Linked DNA regions of Oncorhynchus mykiss: region 2 is linked to region 1. Evidence: chromatin contacts called from public Hi-C data. All regions are on one chromosome and are shown on one strand. Each heading gives the region's core, a stretch centred on a gene start, on an enhancer-like site or on the middle of the called end of the contact. The rest is flanking DNA. Distances are from core to core; before and after follow the strand shown.

Region 1 (6,491 bases), core at 1,043-3,542:
GCTGGCCCTCGCTACATATTCGTCGCCAGACCCACTGGCTCCAGGTCATCTACAAGTCCATGCTAGGTAAAGCTCCGCCTTATCTCAGCTCACTGGTCACGATGGCAACACCCATCCGTAGCACGCGCTCCAGCAGGTGTATCTCACTGATCATCCTTAAAGCCAACACCTCATTTGGCCGCCTTTCGTTCCAGTACTCTGCTGCCTGTGACTGGAACGAATTGCAAAAATCGCTGAAGTTGGAGACTTTTATCTCCCTCACCAACTTCAAACATCTGCTATCTGAGCAGCTAACCGATCGCTGCAGCTGTACATAGTCTATTGGTAAATAGCCCACCCATTTTCACCTACCTCATCCCCATACTGTTTTTATTTATTTATTTTTCTGCTCTTTTGCACACCAATATCTCTACCTGTACATGACCATCTGATCATTTATCACTCCAGTGTTAATCTGCAAAATTGTAATTATTCGCCTACCTCATGCCTTTTGCACACATTGTATATAGACTCCCCCTTTGTTTTCTACTGTGTTATTGACTTGTTAATTGTTTACTCCATGTGTAACTCTGTGTTGTCTGCTCATACTGCTATGCTTTATCTTGGCCAGGTCGCAGTTGCAAATGAGAACTTGTTCTCAACTAGCCTACCTGGTTAAATAAAGGTGAAATAAAAATAAAATAAAAAAAATAAAATGTGTGCTACCGTTTTACACACAATTTGTTGGCAATTCTCAATCCACTAATAATGAGAACCTGCTCTATACATCTTTATCTGTGATTGAGGGAGCAGCGTTGTATTCAAAACAAGAACAACGCATACACAACATAACAACTTACCCTAACAGCCACAACAAAGTTGCAGAGGTTTTCGCCCATGTCGACCACAGTCTCAGTGTAATTCCCCTCGTGGGCCAAACTGGGCCAGAACCGGGCTGTTCCCTCTGGAGCCACCGCCATGACAGAGATAGACTGAGCATTCAAGAAAAAGTCCCACAACAGTAAACAACCACGACTGATGGTGTGTCGATTGGAATTTCAGTTCAACGCCTTGTCAAAGACAACGAGTAGACTAAAGCAGAAAGACACTGACACTCAGGCTAGCTGCTTAAAAGCTACTGTAACAGCAAAGTCATTAGGCAGACAGGTGGGAACTTTTTTGCATTTTCGGAGGTTGAATAGGTTAGTTTCCTGATAGTCATTGATTACCTGAACACTGGCAGTCTCCAGAGGGCTGGGAGATGATATGGAGACGAGATCAGCATAGTAGGCAAACTCACTAGTAGGCAGCTGGAGGCCCTTACATACTGACAACTAGGAGACACAACAGAGAAAGTTCACTCATTGGCAATGCATGTTTTTCTTTTAATTATAGGACACACTGTATCAATGTGTTGCATATCTCATAATTATCTACCAGGGTTGTGTATCCAGTGTTGAAACGGAGTGACACAAAGAGGTAGGGTTCTACCTGGACTTGCCCAATAAGGAGCACTCATTTTGTGTTCCGTTTCAAAGCGTTTCGCTACGGTGTGACCTAATGGACTGTACCTTTGCAACAGCAGTCTGGCAGATCTTCCAGATGATCAGTCTCTCTCCACACACCATCCAGGCCCAGCCACTCTCATCCACCTTCACAGAGATCTGGTCATCGGCTGAGGGACACAAAACACAGAACCCGTGGGAGAGAACATCAGCCAGACTGCATTGATCCGGATGACCTGTACAATGCATTCTACAGTATGTATAACTCGCAGAGAGATAATGACAGGAAAGAGTCAATGACCCACCATCAGCCATTGTCAAAGCCTCCATGACTTTGACAGGTAGAGAAGAGCCAAACGTCTGGACATCGAAGTGGAGTGCGTCTGAAGTTGAGTAGCTCTGGACACGCGTGGGAGTTGATCTGGAAATGAGAAGGCGAGCAGTTTTTAAAAAACACTCCACGAGTGACTGTGCCTCAAGAGACATTGTTGACAATGATGGCGCATGGACACTCACCTCGCTGCTAACGACGTCCTACGTGGGGAAAAGAGAAGCCCTGTAGGTGTACCGGCGAGACTCTTTCTACCGGTGCCTCTTGAGGACTGCCTTCGGCCTGAACTAGGGGTAGAACGAGGGCTAAACATCGTAGCTGTGCCCCAAAATGTTCAATATTCATTCAACTCCAGACAGCTCTTCTTATTTTGCGCGCACAATATGAAACTTCAGGCGCATGAAATATACGTCATGAAATACAAACTCAGATTCGCAGTACATAGTTGGTCCACTAGATCGTGCCATTGAAAACATTTGTTTGAACACTAATACATTTTTTACGAATAGCATTGTCATTTATTAATAATACCTTCAATTAAAATGACACTATTACTGATTGTAAATTGATTGCCTTTTGCAAGTAGCTAGTTGTTGTGTATTGGTTGGCAGTAAACAGAACACGATATAGATTTCCTGCCATCACATTCAGGCAAGACGAGTCGATCAATCGATGACTCCAAGATGTGAGCGAGCTGCTATTTGATGGAAGGGGTGGACATACATGATGATGGGGTTGCTACGAAAGGCAGCGGGATATTTGTGATAAGAACAAATCACATTGCATAAATATAATTTCCTTAATAGATGTAACTGACAAGGAAGAATATCAGCACGATATGCAGTGAGTGGCCATGATGTTGTTGATATGTTTTTCGCTAAACCCGCTTAAAGTTCGAAGGGCCTAGTTTAGCTAACTTTAGCTGCTGGCTAACGTTATTTTGCTAATGACAGGACTGCAATAAATACTCTTTGCTTAAGCTGTTTGGTGCGTATTTTTACCAGTGCATTTGTTGCTCACTTGTACGGACATTCTCCCAAGTTTCCATGGCGACCCTTGCTAACACTGGCTAGCAGTTTTATTGAATGGTTCCGTTGGCAAGTGTTAGCTAGTCATATAGCCCATTTTTCTCTTCAACAGCACTGAAGTGAATTACTCGTGGGTCAATGTAATCCCAGGAAGCTATAAATATAGCTATCTAGTTTCTAGCAGTGTTTGTAATGAGTTAACTAACATGTTAATGCAATGCAGTAGGTTACATCAGCTAAACAACGTCTTAATGCACAGATAAAGCCTTTTACTTTTGTCCAGGCTGCTATACTGTTTTGTGTTTTCCCAGGTTATGAAGCGGGTACGCACGGAGCAGATCCAGTACACTGTAGCTCAGTACCTGAAGCGGAGGCAGTATGTGGATACTGAAAGTTCCCTGAAGGGGGCTAAACTGTCCCAGTCCGCAGAGGAGATGGCTGCCAACCTCACAGGTGAGGCTTTGAATTGGCAGCTGGCCGGTATCAAATGCAAAGATCAGTGACCAAATCAAGTGAAACTAGTATCACAGATTGAATGGGTGAATGATGCCAACTATTTTTGCAGACATGATTCAGCAAATCTTACTTATTGAGAAGCTCAAGCATCATCTTTCAGTTTAGGATGAGTATTAACAGTATTAACACTCATGGTGATTACTCGTATACCTAATCTTATTAATTGTCTCTCTTTCTTTGAGCAGTGCAGGCAGAGTCGGGGTGTGCAAACATTGTCTCTGCTGCCCCTTGTCAAGCTGACCCTCAACAGTACGAGACCCAATTTTCCAGACTACGCAATTTTCTCTCAGGTACTTCACAATTGTGTAGAGACTGATGATATGTACGCTGCTTTGCAACATTATACTAGCTTACCACTTAGTATGAAGCAATATATTGTAAATGCTATGCTAGTTACTGTGGGCATAAGATCGTGGCCTTACTCTTTGTTTATTTTCTCCGGTCCAGAAGCGGCATTGCCATGGGGCCAGGAGGTGAGCTGCGTCCTGTACCCGCTCTTTGTTTATCTCCACCTGGACATGGTGCGCTGCAGCTTGAAGGGGGCGGTGGATGGCTTCTACAGCCGCTTCCACGGCCTCTTCCTGGGGGACGCCGAGCAGCGCTCCACCGTGGAGCAGCTTCGCCACGTCCTCACCCAGCAGGATGTCAACGCCAACCCTAAGCTCCTGGCCTTCCTTGACCACAAGTACGTGGTAAACCTGACGGAGCCGGCCTACAGTTACTTGTTACGCTATCTGCAGAGTGAAGACAACAGTACCCTCTGTAGGGCCCTCAGCACCCACGTCCAGGTAGAGGTCACCTCCTCACCACGCACCGACTACCAGCTGTATGGGACGACGGGAGCGGGAGCCGCCGGGGCCGCCACCACGGCCCCCAACTCTACCTCCTCGTGGTCGGGATCGGATGGCCCTGAGCGAGGGGAGGCGGCGGGGGTGGAGGTCCCCACAGGGATCCCGCAGAGCGAGGTGGCCCTGGAGGCACTGCAGGACTGCATTAAGAAGGTGCGTGAGGGGCCACCATCACTCACCACCGTGTGCTTCTACGCCTTCCAGCACACGGAGCAGCTGCTGAACGCGGCAGAGGTGTCGGCCGACAGCAAGCTGCTGGCCGCCGGGTTCGACAGTTCGGCCGTCAAGCTATGGAGCCTTAGGGCCAGGAAACTGAAGGCCAGGCCACACCGGGCCGACGTATCACACATCCGCTTAGCATGCGACGTGCTGGAAGAGGAGGTGAGAGGATTTTCTTTGGTTAGGATTTTTACAGAAATAGTATATTTTAAGATGTTGGTATCCCTGCTGAAAATTATGGGAAATGTTCACATATCTAGGCAGTACAATGGTGTTTCCTCTGAAAATGTCAATGCGCTTTTCCCCCTCTGTATTCAGGCAGATGAAGAGGACGGCTCGGGCAGCGAGATCAAGACCCTGCGTGGCCACAGCGGTCCGGTGTTCCGCACGGCCTTCCTGACAGACAGCTCAGGCCTGCTGTCCTGCTCGGAGGACACGTCCATTCGCTACTGGGACCTAGGCAGCTTCACCAACACGGCCCTCTACCAGGGCCACGCCTACCCCGTCTGGGACGTGGACGTCAGCCCCTGCAGCCTCTACTTTTCCAGCGGCTCCCACGACCGCACTGCCCGCCTCTGGACCTTCTCCAGGACATACCCCCTGAGGCTCTACGCCGGCCACCTAGCAGATGTGGACTGTGTCAAGTTCCACCCCAACTCAAACTACCTAGCCACAGGCTCCACGGATAAAACTGTCCGCCTCTGGAGTACCCAGCAGGGGGCGTCAGTGCGCCTGTTCACAGGCCACCGCGGCCCTGTGTTGTCTGTAGCCTTCGCGCCCAATGGGAAGTACCTGGCGTCGGCGGGCGAGGACCAGCGGGTGAAGCTGTGGGACCTGGCCTCAGGCGCTCTGGTCAAGGACCTGAGGGGCCACACAGACAGTGTCACCAGCCTGTCGTTCAGCCCCGACAGCAGCCTGGTGGCCTCCTCTTCCATGGATAACTCAGTCAGGGTGTGGGACATCCGAAACTCCCATGGGACGACCCACGCGGATAGCTCGTCCAGCGAGCTGGTGGGGCTCTACACGGGAAACACCAGCAACGTGCTCAACGTCCAGTTCATGGCCTGTAACTTGCTCCTGGTGACGGGAACGGCGCAAGAAAAACATGGACAGTAGACATTTTGTTTTGTCTGGCCTGTCTGTTTAGTTTTGTTTTAAAAGACTGTTGTATCTGGAGGGTCTCAGACATGGTCACCATGGAGACATACATGTTATCTTCCCTAAGCCAATTACAGAGAGGTTTAATTTCAGGTCAAAAGGTCACTTGCTAAAATTGCCCACTCAAGGTAGTTTTTGACAAGATCTCTGAGTAGAAAAGAGATGTTAATCTGAACATACTAAAAAATTAATTTTGATGCTTATATCCACAATGCCAAAATGAGAAGTTACAGTTGAAGTCAGAAGTTTATGTACACCTTAGCCAAATACATTTCAACTCAGTTTTTCACAATTTCTAACATTTTAAAAGTAAAAATCCCTGTCTTAGGTCATTTAGGATCACCACTTTATTTTAAGAATGTGAAATGTCAGAATAATAGTGATTTATTTCAGCTTTAATTTTTTTCATCACATTCCCAGTGGGTCAGACGTTTACATACTCTCAATTAGTATTTGGTAACATTGCCTTTAAATTATTTAACTTGGGTCAAACGTTTCGGGTAGCCTTCCACAAGCTTCCCACAATAAGTTGGGTGAATTTTGGCCCATTCCACCTGACAAAGCTGGTGCAACTGAGTCAGGTTTCTAGGCCTCCTTGCTCGCACATGCTTTTTCAGTTCTGCCCACAACTTTTCTATAGGATTGAGGTCAGGGCTTTGTGATAGCCACTCCAATACCTTGACTTTGTTGTCCTTAAGCCATTTTGCCACAATTTTGGAAGTTTTCTTGGGGTCATTGTCCATTTGGAAGACCCATTTGCGACCAAGCTTTAACTTCCTGACTGATGTCTTGATGTTGCTTCAATATATCCACATAATTTTCCTGCCTGATGATGCCATCTATTTTATGAAGTGCACCAGACCCTCCTGCAGCAAAGCACCCCCACAACATGATGCTGCCACCCCTG
Region 2 (6,491 bases), core at 2,300-4,799, 160 kb before region 1:
TGTTGACATTAATGGTGCTATAGAGGGACCAGATATGAACTTGTCATCTCCCAAACTCAAGGGTCCTAAAGCAGACCTCAACATTCCAGATGCTGATATTGACAGTCCATCAGGAAAATTCAAAATGCCAACTTTCAAGATGCCCCATTTAGGTGTATCTGGACCAAAAGTTAAGGGGCCTGACTTGGATCTTTCAGCCCCCAGGTTTAAAGGGGGAATTAGTCACCCAGATTTGGATCTGCCAGATGTTGACCTCAAAGGCCCCAAACTAGACCTCAATGCACCAGATGTACACTTTAATATGCCCTCAGGTAAAGTCAAAGTACCTACATTTAAGAAACCAAAGGTTGATCTGAATGCTCCTGATCTGGACATTGATGACACCTCTGGTCACCTGAAAATGCCCAAATTTGGGCTGTCTGGTAAAATGCCAAAATCTCCCAAATTGAATCTCAAAGCTCCAAAGATGAAGGCGGGAATTGATTTTCCAGACCTGAATTTACCAGATGCTGACCTCAAAGCCGCTAAACTAGACATGACTGCTCCAGATCTTGACATCAATGCACCCACAGGGAAATTCAAAATGCCTAAATTCAGGGGCCTGAAGGGACCAAATGTTGACATTAATGGCGCTATAGAGGGACCAGATATGAACTTGTCATCTCCCAAACTCAAGGGTCCTAAAGCAGACCTCAACATTCCAGATGCTGATATTGACAGTCCATCAGGAAAATTCAAAATGCCAACTTTCAAGATGCCAGATTTAGGTTTATCTGGACCAAAAGTTAAGGGGCCTGACTTGGATCTTTCAGCCCCCAGGTTTAAAGGGGGAATTAGTCACCCAGATTTGGATCTGCCAGATGTTGACCTCAAAGGCCCCAAACTAGACCTCAATGCACCAGATGTAAACTTTAATATGCCCTCAGGTAAAGTCAAAGTACCTACATTGAAGAAACCAACGGTTGATCTGAATGCTCCTGATCTGGACATTGATGACCCCTCTGGTCACCTGAAAATGCCCAAATTTGGGCTATCTGGTAAAATGCCAAAATCCACAAAAATGAATCTCAAAGCCCCAAAGATAAAGGGGGGAATTGATTCCCCAGACATGAATGTACCAGATGCTGACCTCAAAGCCCCTAAACTAGATGTGAATACCCCAGATCTTTACATAAATGCACCTTCTGGGAAATTCAAAATGCCCAAATTTAAAATGCCTAAATTCAGGGGCCTAAAGAGACCAGATGTTGACATTGATGGAGACTTAGACGGCACAGAAAAAGATATCAATGCCCCCATAGCTAATCTCAAAGGACCCAAAACAGGTCTAAAAATTCCTGATTTGAAGATGCCTGATTTCGGGCTATCTGGGCCAAATGTAGATGCACCTGATTATGACTTACCTGATATTGATCTCTCAGCCCCAAAGCTAAAAGGGGGAATCAGCCCCCCAGATTTGAGACTACCTAAGGATCATCTCAGAGGTCCCAAACTAGACCTCAATGCTCCAGATATGCCCTCAGGTAGATTCAGAGTTCCAACCATAGAGAGGCAAAATGGTAGCATCAAAACCCCTGGTTTTGACATCAGCACTCCTACATTCAAAATGCCCGAAATGCCTAAATTTATGTTGTCTAGACCAAAAAGACCAGATCAAGACATAAGTGCTGACATAGGTTTGAAATTGTCAAAGATGAAAGGTGGGATTGGTTCACCGGACCTGGACCTACCTACAGTTGACCTAGAAGCCCCTAAGATAGATGTAGACACTCCAGATATGAACATTGATTCCCCCTCTGGGAATTTCAAAATGCCCCACCTCAAAATGCCTAAATTCAGCCTTTCTGGTCTGAATGGTCCAGATGCTGGAATAGATGGAGACATTGATGGACCGGACCTGAGCTTGTCAGCCCCGAAAGTAAACACAGGGATCGGTAGTCCAGATTTAGACATAAATGTTCCCTCTGGAAATCTCAACGGCCCCCAAGCTGATCTCAATTTGCCAGACAGTGACATTGCTATACAATCTCGAAAATTTGAACTGCAATCCTTTAAATTGCCTCAGTTTGGAAGTCCCAACCTAAGGGCAGGTACAGATATGGACTTTATGAAAACACATGACATTTCTCCTCCAAAGGCTAAAGTGGATCTAAAAGCACCAGACTTGAAAGTTAGTCACCCAGATGTCAGCCTGAGTTTACCCAAAGCTGATATCAGAGGCCCAGAATACAAAGTGGCATCTCATAGTAAACGCAGATCTGATATCCCAGGTGTAGCGCATTTAAAATTGCAAGCAATGGACATAGATACCGAAGAGACACTGCCACACACTGATAGTAAGTCTAGGAAGGTCAAAGGAAGGGTCAGTTATCCCATTGCAGATATAGACTTGCCAAAAGTTGAGTACGAAGCATCTGGTTTGGAGCTGCGAGGTTCAGACCTTAACGATCCCACAGGGAAATTAAAAATTCCCAAATCTAAGACTAAATTGGGTAGTCATACAAGAATACCAGACCTTGATGTAGACTCAAGTCTTGCCAGTATTAACGCCTCAGTCCCTAAACTCCCACAGCCAGGGTATGGAGTAGAGGTTTCACAGACAGATTTAAATTTGAGCAGAACTGACTTCAAGGGCAATAAACATCATAGAAAAGCCCCAGCTGGTGAAACTGGCAGAACAAAAAGGAGAAGTCCAAAACAGTCTGAAATTGTAATGTCTATGCCAAATTGTACTCATGGTTCAAACCCCAAAATGTCTGAAGATCAAGAAGCATATTTTGTCACTGCATTTCCCAAACATGTCAAAGGGGATGTACCAGACGGAACTGGGAGCCTGAAAAATCGGCACAAGGAAGAGTCAAACCGTCGATCTCAAACACTCAGAAGTCTCGATTTCAGTGCATCAAATGTGGACCTTGAAGTTCCAGAAGATGAGAACTTAAAAGGGTCAACATTCTGGCTTTCAAAGCTTATATAGCATTCAGACAACTGACTAAATGTCATTTTAGGTTTGTTTGAATCACAATCTTCTGTTGAAACATAATGCAGAAAACGTCTGTTACGTATAAAACAAGCATCAGATTATTTTCACATATTTGTACTTTTTTTAATGTAAATTGTTTGGCATTTGTTATGAACATGTTGAGAACGAATGTGTAAAGCTTTCTTTTGTCAAGTGATTTAAAAAATGTATGAAAGGTTTATGTTCTGCTGATAAGCTATTTGAATGGTATTTTTACTCTACACTTGCTACATTGTAATAAAATGGGATTTCGAAACTTTTATAAAACCCTTGTTTTATCTTTCTTTACATGAATTCAACAAAAGAATTAATTCAAAACAACTTCAAAATGCATTAGCCTAGGCTTCGTTTATTATTTCCCTTACTTTTTAACATTGAAATAATGTTTGGCAAAATTAAAAATTTCAAGCTGAGAATCATTATTATTTATTTTTTTACTCAACTGCTATTTTTGTATAAATATTTATATTTGAAAAAACAATTATAGTATGGCTTCACCTATTAGAGATGTTTACCTCCGCACCGCTAGGTGGCAGTCTTATTACGCTTGCGTTTACGCAACATAAACGTCATCAGTATGCGACAACACACCAGCATTGCCGAATGACCTTTCTTATTTGGAAATATCTAGAAAATGCATGTTTGTTTCAGAATATGATCTCTTCAAAGACTGTTTTCAAGAAGTCGCACGTATTTGGTTGTCTTAATTAGGTTTACAGAAATGTTTCGTATATCAGTTGCAGTGTGTGGTAGAGGCATTTCTAAAATGGTGAGCGTTAAACTAGGCTAATGCTAACTTAGCTAGCTGTCACTTTATTGAGGATATATAAAGATGTAGTGGCTGAAATTACTGCTGGCACATATAAAAGCTCATTGTCAGATGTCCCTTTTTTTAGTTATCTTCATCTTTCTCTGGTGAGAACGCTCTACCCTCAAATTTACGCATCCCTTCCAATCTCGTGGACCATGCAAGAGCAAGTAAGGTCTGCTTTTTCATTCACTGCCTTCTATCATGCACTATGGATCATTGAACTGATGGTGCGAATTTGAAGAATCAAGTTTTATTCCCCCATTCTTGAATGCAATGTTGGTCTGTCATTTCAGAGCATTAATTTCCAACTAGGTCAGATGTAAGAAAGCTATTGATGTTTTATGATCGCTTTCCAGAGAGGCCCCCTCCTCCATCAGACTCCAGTCTTCCTGTGTTGAGGAGGTGTGATGCTGCCGTCCCTGTACACCTGAGCCCAGTACAGACATGGGTGGAGACGTTGGAGAGGCGGGACAGTAAACTTTTGGGTTTGGTTGACCTCCATCCCGATGTCTTTGCAGTCCCTACCAGGTAAAACTGTCAATGTCTAGCCATTGTATTTACATTTAAGTAATTCAGCAGAGGCTCTTATCCAGAGAGACTTACATATTCAGTGCTTTATCGTTTGGTGGGAACAGTGACACAAATTATTTTGTTCCCACCAGGATTGACATACTCCACGAAGTTGAACTCTGGCAGAGAAATTTCAAGAGAATTGTAAGTAGCAAACCAATAATGAACTTTCTCAGACTGCTGTTATGACCATATTATAAAAATGAGGTGATGAGAAGTACAGGCATATTTCTGTAGGTTTATACCCAAAGCTCTGTACGAGAGGTCGACCGATTATGATTTTAACGCCGATACCTATTTATTGGAGGACCAAAAAAGCCGATGCCGATTTATTTATTTGTAATGGCGATTACAACAATACTGAATGAACAGTTATTTTAACTTAATATAATACACCAATAAAATCAATTTAGCCTCAAGTAAATAATGAAACATGTTCAATTTGGTTTAAATAATGCAAAAACAAAGTGTTGCAGTAAAAGTGCAATATGTGCCATGTAAGAAAACTAAAGTTTCAGTTCCTTGCTCAGAACATATGAAAGCTGGTGGTTCCTTTTAACATGAGTCTTCAATATTCCAAGGTAAGACGTTTTAGGTTGTAGCTATTATAGGAATTATAGGACTATTTCCCTCTATACCATTTGTATTTCATTAACCTTTGACTATTGATGCTCTTATAGGTACTTTAGTATTGCCAGTGTAACAGTATAGCTTCCGTCCCTCTCCTCCTGTGCAGCAACACAACGACAACAGCCACCATCGAAGCAGTGTTACCCATGCAGAGCAAGGGGAACAACTACTAGAAGGCTCAGAGCGAGTGACGTTTGAAACGCTATTAGCGCGCGCTAACTAGCTAGCCATTTCACTTCGGTTACGCCTCATCTCGGGAGTTGATAGGCTTGAAGTCATAAACAGCGCAATGCTTGATGCACAACGAAGAACTGCTGGCAAAACGCACGAAAGTGCTGTTTGAATGAATGTTTACGTGCCTGCTTCTGCCTACCACCGCTCAGTCAGATACTTGTATGCTCAGTCAGATTATAGGCAACGCAGGACACGCTAGATAATATCTAGTAATATCATCAACCATGTGTAGTTAACTAGTGATTATGATTGATTGTTTTTTATAAGATATGTTTAATGCTAGCTAGCAACTTACCTTGGCTAACTGCATTCGCGTAACAGGTGAGAGGCAGGTCATTATTGCGTTGGACTAGTTAACTAAGGTTGCAAGATTGGATCCTCCGAGCGGACGAGGTGAAAATCTGTCGTTCTGCCCCTGAACAAGGCAGTTAACCCACCGTTCCTAGGCCGTCATTGAAAATAAGAATGTGTTCTTAACTGACTTGCCTAGTTAAATAAAGGTATATGGAAGGGAACATCTTTTTATTTTTCGGCAAATCGGCACCCAAAAATACAGATTAATACAGATTATTCCGATTAATCGTCAACCTCTACTCTGTACTTTTGAGCTAGATTTGACTAAATGCATCTGCTCCTACTATAATAACTGAAAATCTCCCGTAGAGCCATGCCCACACTAAGGTCAGATCGGAGGTGAGAGGTGGAGGAAGGAAACCCTGGAGACAGAAGGGAAGTGGCAAAGCACGACATGGAAGCATCAGGTCGCCTATATGGAGAGGAGGTGAGGGTCTCAGTCTGTATGGGCCAAGTCAGTAGTATTGTGATAAGTGGAGGACAGCAGTTCAACGCACAGTGACAAAACATTACATTTTCAGATGCCAATTCCAAGAATGAACATGGACAAATCTGTCATTTAAATATCAGTCAGCCCAAAAGAAGGAACAGTCCCAGCTAAGAGCCAAAGTCATTGGAGAGATTTAAAACAATTAGAATTACATCATTTCTGTTTTGCAGGTGGTGTTTCTCATGGACCCAGAGGACCAACTAGTTTTTACTACATGTTGCCCATGAAAGTACGTGTTCAAGGACTAAAAATTGCCCTCAGCTCCAAACTGGCCCAGGTATGTACCATTATATTTGTGAAAACACTAAGTACATTCGCATCTTAAAAACGCCCTCTCTTGTAATGAATGCTTTTCAATTATGCCATCTACATTCCTACTG

The links. Hi-C and Micro-C count contacts between places; a contact is called where the count stands out from the background.
Region 2: a Hi-C map of liver shows a contact between it and region 1, with 3 times the contacts expected there. The contact joins the promoter of mrpl4 here to the promoter of LOC110485861 in region 1. A contact is called at or near these places in 2 of 3 Hi-C or Micro-C datasets (blood and liver).

Annotation. Positions count from the first base shown.
Region 1 is chr13:20,133,541-20,140,031 of USDA_OmykA_1.1, reverse strand. It overlaps LOC110485861 (TAF5-like RNA polymerase II p300/CBP-associated factor-associated factor 65 kDa subunit 5L), which reads left to right and starts at 2,292. Exons shown (of 5, transcript XM_021557061.2): 1 at 2,292-2,658; 2 at 3,155-3,296; 3 at 3,545-3,649; 4 at 3,807-4,588; 5 at 4,745-5,935. The coding sequence starts at 3,158. The coding sequence ends at 5,542. It overlaps LOC110485860 (nuclear pore complex protein Nup133), which reads right to left and starts at 2,234. Exons shown (of 26, transcript XM_036940548.1): 1 at 2,001-2,234; 2 at 1,790-1,905; 3 at 1,551-1,654; 4 at 1,209-1,313; 5 at 840-971. The coding sequence starts at 2,128.
Region 2 is chr13:20,295,655-20,302,145 of USDA_OmykA_1.1, reverse strand. mrpl4 (39S ribosomal protein L4, mitochondrial) reads left to right here and starts at 3,549. Exons shown (of 9, transcript XM_021557081.2): 1 at 3,549-3,791; 2 at 3,919-4,000; 3 at 4,190-4,361; 4 at 4,496-4,547; 5 at 5,931-6,048; 6 at 6,282-6,388. The coding sequence starts at 3,744. si:ch211-69b7.6 (neuroblast differentiation-associated protein AHNAK) reads left to right here. Exons shown (of 6, transcript XR_005035489.1): 6 at 2,271-2,341. It overlaps LOC110485877 (neuroblast differentiation-associated protein AHNAK), which reads left to right. Exons shown (of 5, transcript XM_036940555.1): 5 at 1-3,306. The coding sequence ends at 2,977.